2 separate regions of the Anas platyrhynchos genome follow, and region 1 is linked to region 2. Evidence: chromatin contacts called from public Hi-C data. All regions are on one chromosome and are shown on one strand. Each heading gives the region's core, a stretch centred on a gene start, on an enhancer-like site or on the middle of the called end of the contact. The rest is flanking DNA. Distances are from core to core; before and after follow the strand shown. Region 1 has its middle 13 kb from the start of CYSTM1. Region 2 holds the start of ANKHD1 (ankyrin repeat and KH domain containing 1).

The links. A called contact is a pair of places that touch in the nucleus more often than the background predicts.
Region 1: a contact with region 2 is called in a Hi-C map of liver, with 4 times the contacts expected there. The contact joins the enhancer-like site here to the promoter of ANKHD1 in region 2. A contact is called at or near these places in 3 of 8 Hi-C or Micro-C datasets (liver, skeletal muscle and subcutaneous adipose tissue).

The regions. Positions count from the first base shown.
Region 1 is chr14:11,697,153-11,701,131 of IASCAAS_PekinDuck_T2T, reverse strand. No RefSeq gene overlaps it. Among named protein-coding and RNA genes, the nearest start is that of CYSTM1, 13 kb to the right of the region's middle. Within about 2 kb of position 1,566, at least 1 of the 8 cell types and tissues checked has an H3K27ac peak or open chromatin away from gene starts, as enhancers often do.
Region 2 is chr14:11,597,237-11,601,061 of IASCAAS_PekinDuck_T2T, reverse strand. ANKHD1 (ankyrin repeat and KH domain containing 1) reads left to right here and starts at 2,044. Exons shown (of 37, transcript XM_072023238.1): 1 at 2,044-2,607. The coding sequence starts at 2,182. SLC4A9 (solute carrier family 4 member 9) reads left to right here. Exons shown (of 21, transcript XM_038186248.2): 19 at 16-189; 20 at 339-494; 21 at 857-1,868. The coding sequence ends at 907.

The DNA of each region.
Region 1 (3,979 bases), core at 317-2,816, 100 kb before region 2:
ACTTCACTGGGGTCCTGATAAACGGGGATGTGCGCCTAAAAAAAAGCAAGCTCTGCCCTGCAGTCAAAGCTAGAAAGTGCTGTTGTGGAGGGTGTTCCTGGGATCCAAGGATGAGGACAAGTTGTAATGAAGCAGACTGAGGTTGGTCTGATTAGCCAGAATTTGCACATTGCTGTGAAGGGCTGCACTGACGCCCCATTTCACAGCTTGCCCTGCGGTTTTTCCACTGTGAGATGAGCCAGGCTCATTCCCCTCAGATTGATTGTCATGGTTGTTCCCACCACTGCCCAAAGCCACAGGGCTGGGGACCATGTGCTACAGCTGTAGTCAGACAGGGAATGGGCTGGGGACAGCCTGACCAGGCAGCAGCTTGTATTAAAGGGCAGGGCACTGTCACCATCCCCCAGAAACCTGGAGAAGTGAGCTTCCAAAGGGATGGAACCAAGTGTTTGGGAATAACCATCCTGATTTATAAACTGGCAGTGGGGAGCTTTCCCCACTGGGCTTAAAGCTGCTGCTGGATGTCACCACCAGAACAGTGTCTGCGGTGATGGCGAGCACCAAGTGGTCCAGAAAGGACTGGCACAGGAAGGACTGAGTAACTGGACAACATCACATCACTGACACCAAGCACGGCCATGGACACGCTGCTGCAGTTGCCATCAGGGGTGTAAGCATGGTGGTATCAGACGTGCTGTGCCAGGAGGAGCCAGTCCCCAGAAAAGGAGGGAAAAGCAGAGGAGAAATGCCAGCATCCCAGCAGTCTCCTGCCAGGATTTCCTGGGGACAGAAGGAGCTGGGAAGTCTGTCCCTGGAGGCTGCAGCAAACTGCTTGCGTGATGCTTCTCTGAGCATCAGGACACAGGAGAATGGCACTTGTGCTGATAGCTCCCTTGTGGCATTGTGTCCTGTCACCTTGGGGACAGAGGCATTTCAGGAGAGTGATCACGGTAAGCAAGCAATGGCAGCAGCCGCTGTCTGATCTCTAGTTTGGACCATCTCATGTGTACTTAGTTAAAATTATTTCACAGAATCACAGAATCATCTAGGTTGGAAGAGACCTCCAAGATCACCCAGTCCAACCTCTGACCTAACACTAACCAGTCCTCCACTAAACCATATCACTGAGCTCTACATCTAAACATCTTATAAAGACCTCCAGGGATGGTGACTCCACCACTTCCCTGGGCAGCCCATTCCAATGCCTAACAACCCTTTCAGTAATGGAACACACTTCCAAGAAGAGAGGAATTACTCAGCATCCACAGACAAGAGCTGGCTGGTGCCTTCCTGGGGCTAGGTGAGGAGCAGCTTTCCTCTGCCCTGACCCTTGTGTGGATGCCAGAGTCATGTCTCTCACGTGGGGTAGAGGTGATGACTTGAATGCCCAGAGCCCTGGATTTCATAGAGCCTCTTGTGCAGTTGCTGCTCTTTAAGTGAAGCCAAGCCAGATGAAGGGATGCATAATCCCATGTCCAAGCCCTGCACATTCCCCGTGGGGAGCTGCTGGCCTGTCCGCTCAGTGCTAGGGCAGCTTGCTAAAGAGGTGACAGCAACTGTGGAGGTCAGAAGTCTGCCTGGCACCATATGGACTGGAATTCTGGAGAGCTGCGTTCAGCCTTGTCCCTGGGACACACTGAAACCTGGTAGTAGCACGAGGCCATAAAATTATAAATGTGCCCTTTCTCAACAGAGCTTCTTTGTGTAGTGCTTTACACCTCTGCTCATGGCAAAGCAGTACATGCCTTTCTGCAAGGCTAAAATAAAGCTACTGGAACACAAAAGGTTGATTCTTGCTTTTCTGGTCTCCCTGCCACACTGTGATTCACACAGGTAATACTTTTGTCTTTCTCACTGCGCTCTGCAGAGGTTCTCTCCAGCAAGATGCTGAGACTCACACAGCTGAGGAGGAGACACCTGTGGGACTCCTGTCGCTCCCTGGGACTCCTTCCTCGTGTGCCCTTTCTGCCAAGGTCACCTGTGTCACCTTGGGCTTCATGTCCAGGCACAGCTCCACTGTCTCTAGCCCCTGTATTTTGCTACAGTTTCCTCTGCTTATCCCCACAGGTGCCTCCTAAAGCACCTGTGCTGTCTGAGTAAAAATGGATATTGTTTTTATTTCCTTCTTTAACTGTTAAACTGTTTTATATCAGCTATCCCTTCATCCATTTCTATGCATTGTTTGACATGAGGCACTGTTCCATAAACAAGCCTGAAACACTGCAGTTCAGGAAAAATGCAATGCTCCTGGAAAGAAGCTGGTAAAGCCACTGTTATTTTCCTCCTTAATTGCAGTTTTGGTGACTCATCCCTGGTGCCACACTGCAGTGCACAGCCATTGTGTGGTTTTTCACCCAATCTCCAGCAGTCACAATTCACTGCTCAAGTTTTCAGGCCACCCAAGCCATTAGGAAAATAAATGTAAAATTAAAACCTCCTGGTATGCAGTCAGCTAGCTGAGCACCACAGCCCCCTGGGATAATAACAAGAGAAGAGACAGGCATTCAGTGCTTTCCAAGGCTGCTTGTACACAATGTAGCTGAGCTAGCGTGAGCTCCCGTCTGAACATGTCCTTCTCTGAATGAGAGCTGACCTTTTCCCACCCCATTCCCTTCCTCTCCCCATCTTTATCTCATCTGTATTCCCTTCCCCATCTCAATTCCACCCCAATCACCATCCCTATCCCATCTCACCCACACGCCATCCTCATCCCATCCCACCCCATCCTGTTTCCACCCCATTCCAACACATTCCTATTTCATTCCATCCCTAACCCATCCTCATCCTCATTCCCATTCCCATCTCAACCTGTCCCTATTCTTCTCTTTTGTATGGGGTCCCAAAGGTTTCCCCAACCCCAGCCATTCACTGCTGCAGGAAAAGGTTTCCCTCCCCACCCAGGAGGCCATCTCACCTCCCGGCTGCCTCCCAGACAGCAAATCCAGCCGTGGTCTCCACCAGGCAGAAAGCTCTTGCCACAAAGACAGTGGCAACCCACACTGCCTGCCCGCCCCAAAATGCGTCTGCTCAGGTCTCTGGCTGCAGGGAGTGCCTGAGCCTGTTGCTGCCAACGGAGGGTAGCAGAGAGAGCACCTGCATGAGGTGTGAGCAGGTGGGTGATCTGATCAGCCTGGTGGCAGAGCTCCAGGAGGAGGTGGAGAGATTAAGGAGCATCAGGGAGTGTAAGCAGGAGTTAGGCTGGTGGAGCAGCTCCCTGCCATGCCTGCGAAAAAGGCACCAGGGTGATACCCCCCAAATAGGAGCGGTTTACTCAGCACTTGGCCTGATGGCTGCAGATGGGTCCCACCTGTCTCAAACGGTGAAAAGGATCCTAGCCTGGGAGCTGACAGGGCTCACTGAGAGGGCTTTAAACAAGGTACAAAGGGGGATGGGGATAAAATGAGGCTCAATAGAGATGAGCCTGAGAAGGACTGGTGAGAGCTGTGGTGGTAGGGAGATGTCTTGGGTAGTGACCACAAAATGGTAGAGTCAGCATGACCAGCGAGGTGATCCTCCTCCTGTGCTCTGCTCTGGTGAGGCCGCACCTCAAGTACCACATTCAGTTTTGGGCCCCTCGCTACAAGAAGGACTCTGAGGCCCTGAAATGTGTGCAGAGGAGGGCTACGAAGTTGGTGAGAGATCTGGAGAACAAGTCCTATGGGGAGCAGCTGAGGGCACTGGGGTTCTTGTGTCTGGAGAAGAGGAGGCTCAGGGCAGACTTCATTGCTCTCTACAACCACCTGAAAGGAAGGGGTGGGGGGCTGGGGGTCAGCCTTTTGTCTCAGATAACCAGTGATAGGACTAGAGGGAATGGCCTCAACTTGCACCAGGGGAGGTTTAGGTTGGAAATTAGGAGAAATTTAATCTCAGAAGGAGTGGTTAGTCATTGGAACGGGTTGCCCAGGGAGGTGGTGGAGTCACCATCTCTGTAGGTGTTTAAGGAAAGGTTGGACGTGGTGCTTAGGGACATGGCTTAGTG
Region 2 (3,825 bases), core at 795-3,294:
GTCCTCTCGCTGCAGTTCACAGATCGGGTACGGTTGTTCCTGATGCCAGCCAAGCACCAGCCCGACCTCCTCTACCTCCGCCACGTGCCCCTGCGACGCGTGCACCTCTTCACAGCCATCCAGGTCCTGTGCTTGGCTGTGCTCTGGGTCCTCAAGTCCACGGTGGCTGCCATTATCTTCCCGGTAATGGTAAGACACAGCCGGTAGCCGGACAGCACTGCCGGCGACCAGAGCAAAGCCACGCACCTACCCTGACCTGCATCCACGTGGGCAGTGCCACGCGGTGCCCCAGCCCTGAGCGCTGTGCCCTGCTGACCTGCACTTTGCCCTGGCCCCAGCTGCTAGCCCTGGTGGGGATCCGGAAGGGGCTGGAGTGCATCTTCTCCCTGCATGACCTGAGCTGGCTGGACAGCATCATGCCTGAACCAGGCAGGAAGGAGGCAGAGGGGAAACTGCCCCGGAAGCATGAGGAGGAGGAAAGCGACACCGAGGAGGTGGGTGATGTTCTGGGAGCTGTGCTCTTCTGTTGTTGTCCCCATGGGTGTGTTGGTGCTGAGGCTGAGCCTGGCCTGGGCGTGCAGCTCAGGGCAGCAGCATGGAGAGCCAACAGCCTCAGTGCAAAGCGTCGAGCCCAGCTGAAACTGTACCAAAGCCATGAGTGCTTGCGTCTGGGAAGCAGCACAGGAGCAGGGACCGCAGTAAAGCCAGGCCATGGGCTCAGCTCACGCCATGCCATGGCGATGCTCAGTGCTTCACGTGGCAGCCTGGGCCAGCCGCTGGGTCAGGCTGCTGGCAGCAGCCAGGGTTGGCTCTCCTGGCTCCGCCAGCCTCAGCCCTCCCTCCCTTCTCCCTCCAGTCTGAGCTGATGCATCGCCAAGGACCAGAGATCAACATCTCCGTTAACTAGGCTCGCAGCTGGGACACGGGGCAAGGCGAGGGGCAGAGGAGCACGGACCTGGGACCACCCTCACTGCTCATCTGCAGCTCACCAGAGACACCCGACCTGATGGCACTTATTGCATTACAACCGGACCCAAACCTCTCCTCACACTCCACCCTCCCAAGCCAGGTGTGCTGAGGGGGATTCACCCCCCATGGGCGCATCACAGCAGCGCCAGCACGGCCTGTGGCAGCACAAGGGCTGAACCGAGGGACTCAGAGCCAGGGGGTGCCACAGGACCAGCAGCCACCCCACACATATTCACTGCCCGCAGCTCCTGGGATGGCCGAGCCCCTGCTTCAGGGGTGCCCCCAGAGCTTCTCTCCTTTCCCCCTCATCTCGATGCAGCCGGGCTGTGGGGGCGCTGCCCGCCCTGTGCCCCCTCAATCCCCTCATCCCCCACCGCCACCAGGTGCAGCCCCGGCTGAGGCTGCGGGGAGCCCCGCGGCACCGCTCCGGGCGGGGTGGCGGAGATAATTAGGGGTAATTTGCATTCGTCTTAATAAAGGGCCCCGCGCGCCCCCCCTCCTTCTCCCCCCACCACAGCCTCCCGACTGCTGCCTCAGGGGGCGACGCCTGGGGGGGAGGGGCGGGAGGGAGGAGTGACAGCCCGCTCAGCCAATCGCGGCCCGCGCTGCGTGCGGGGGGTGGGACTCCAGGGGGAGGCCCGCGCGCCTTGACGGGCAGCGGCTTCGTCCAATCGGCGGGCGCGGGCCAGGCTTTGGCGGTGACGGAGACCTTCACGGGGAGCCGAAGGGGGGAGGGGTCTTAGGCCGAGGCAGGAGCCAATCAGGCGGCGCCAGACGCCGTGCGCTGTGAGCGACAGCGCCAGCGCCCAATCAGAGCCCGCGCTTCTCGTCTCACCGTTGATCGACGGGCGGCTTAGCCAATCGTCCCGCGAATCTCCGGCAGGGCTCTTGATCGACGCGCCGGCGAGCCAATCCCCCCGCGGCTCGTTCAGGAAGCGAGCCGAGGGAAGTGGGGCGGGGCGGCGCTCTCCCAACCGCCTCGGCGTGTGCTCTCAAGGCAGCATGCTGGGAGCGCGTGACGCGGCGCTGAGCGACAGCCGCGCGGGCCAATAGCGAGCGGCTCCCTCCCTCCCTCCACCAATGGGCGCGGGGGGGGTGGGCGGTGCGGCGGCGCGGCCGGGTAGGGTGTGAGAAGTTAGTGGCGCTGCTGCGGTGCCGTGAGGGACGGAGACGCCTGGGCTCGGCGAGCGGCGGCGGCCCCGGATCAGCGCCATGCTCACGGACGGCACCGCCGCCCCCCTCGGCGACGAGGAGCTCGATTCGGTCGCCCCCCGCGCGCCTCCTCCTCCTCCCCCACCCCCCCCTCCTCCTCCTCCTCCTCCTCCTCCTTCTTCTTCTTCTTCTTCCTCCGCCGCCGCCGTCGTCGTTGCCGCCGCCGCTGCCTCAGCCTCAGCCTCTGCCTCAGAGCCGCCCGCCGCGGCCGGGCCGTCCCCGCTGGGGCTGAGGGCCGTGCGCCTCTTCGGGGAGGCCGGGCCCGGCGGGCCGGGAGGCCCCGGAGCGCCTGAGGCCGCCCTCGACTTCAAGCTGGCGGCCGCCGTGCTGCGCAGCGGGGGCGGTGGAAGCGGCGGCGGTGGAGGTGGAGGTGGTGGAGGAGGAGGTGGAGGCGGCTCCGGCAGCGACGAGGACGAGGTGTCCGAGGTGAGCCGGGGCCCGGCCTGCAGCGCGGGGGTCGCGGCCCAGCACCACGCCCCCTCCTCCCGCGCCGCCCCGGGGCCTCGCCGTGGGCGGGAGAGGCCGCAGCGCTGCGGGGCCGAGCGGCCGGGGCCTTCCCCAGGATGAGCGAGGAGGGCCCGGGCCTGGCCCGAGGGGTGTGGGGGGGAGGTGGGGGGGGAAGGGGCTCGGCTGATCGCCCCCTGGGTGTCTCCAGGCTCCCCTCCGGGCTCTCCTCCGCTGCCTCCCGGCCCGGCCCGGCGCGGCGGGGGAAGGTGTGCGCCGTGCTGCTGCCTCCTGACCTCGGGGAGTGGCTTCCGCTGCAGGGGGGGGGGTGGGGGGGGAGGCGAAGCCGTCTCCGTACCTGGGAGAACAAAGTGGAGGCTCCAAGCCCGCTGCCCGAGGCTCGGGGGGGAGGGAAATGAATCTGCTCGTTCCCCCCACGGATGGGGTTGGGGGGATAGAAATCGTCGCTGCCCGGCGGCCTCTCTCCTAAAGGAATGGTGGAGGGGAATGGAGGGGGCTTTGAGCTGCCAGACCTGCGGGGAGTTTTAAGGGAAGGGGGTGGGAGAGGGGCCGGAGCCGTATCCCGACCCAAACGGGGCTTCGTTGGGCAGGTAAAATTGTACCTGGTGCTGCTTTGTGTAGCACGGGGAGAGAAGGCTCTGATCTGTCCCAGCTGCCCACTTATTACACCAAAGGGGGAACCAATGTTCTCAGTCACCTCCTTTAGAAAGAAGAATTAAGGATGCCAGCCACGAGCACAGCCCTTAATATAGTTTTAGTGGATGTCAGGAGAGAGTGGAAGCGCTTGGAAGCTTGTTGCAGATCCAAAGCTTTGCACTCCCATATGCTTCTGCAGGAGGAGGAAGATGGTAGCCAGTATGAAACGTGCCATTGGAGGGGGGGAGCAGGAATGGTTACTTTAGTACATGTCCACATTTATTCTGAGAAAATAGTAGGAAGAAAGCCTACAATTGTCCTTCTATGTCTAAATTTTCTGCCTCCCGTTGATTATTCTCTTTCACCCAGTCACCCCCAAAGTCTGAACTGCCAGGTCTGAATTAAAAAGTGATTAACCTGATGCAGACCCACTTTTGCACCATATGGCTGCCTGACCAAAGTTAAAACTTGTGGTAACAGCAGGGCGTAGACCTAAACTCAAAACCTAGTGATCATGGAGCTAAAACTTGTGAACATTCCTTA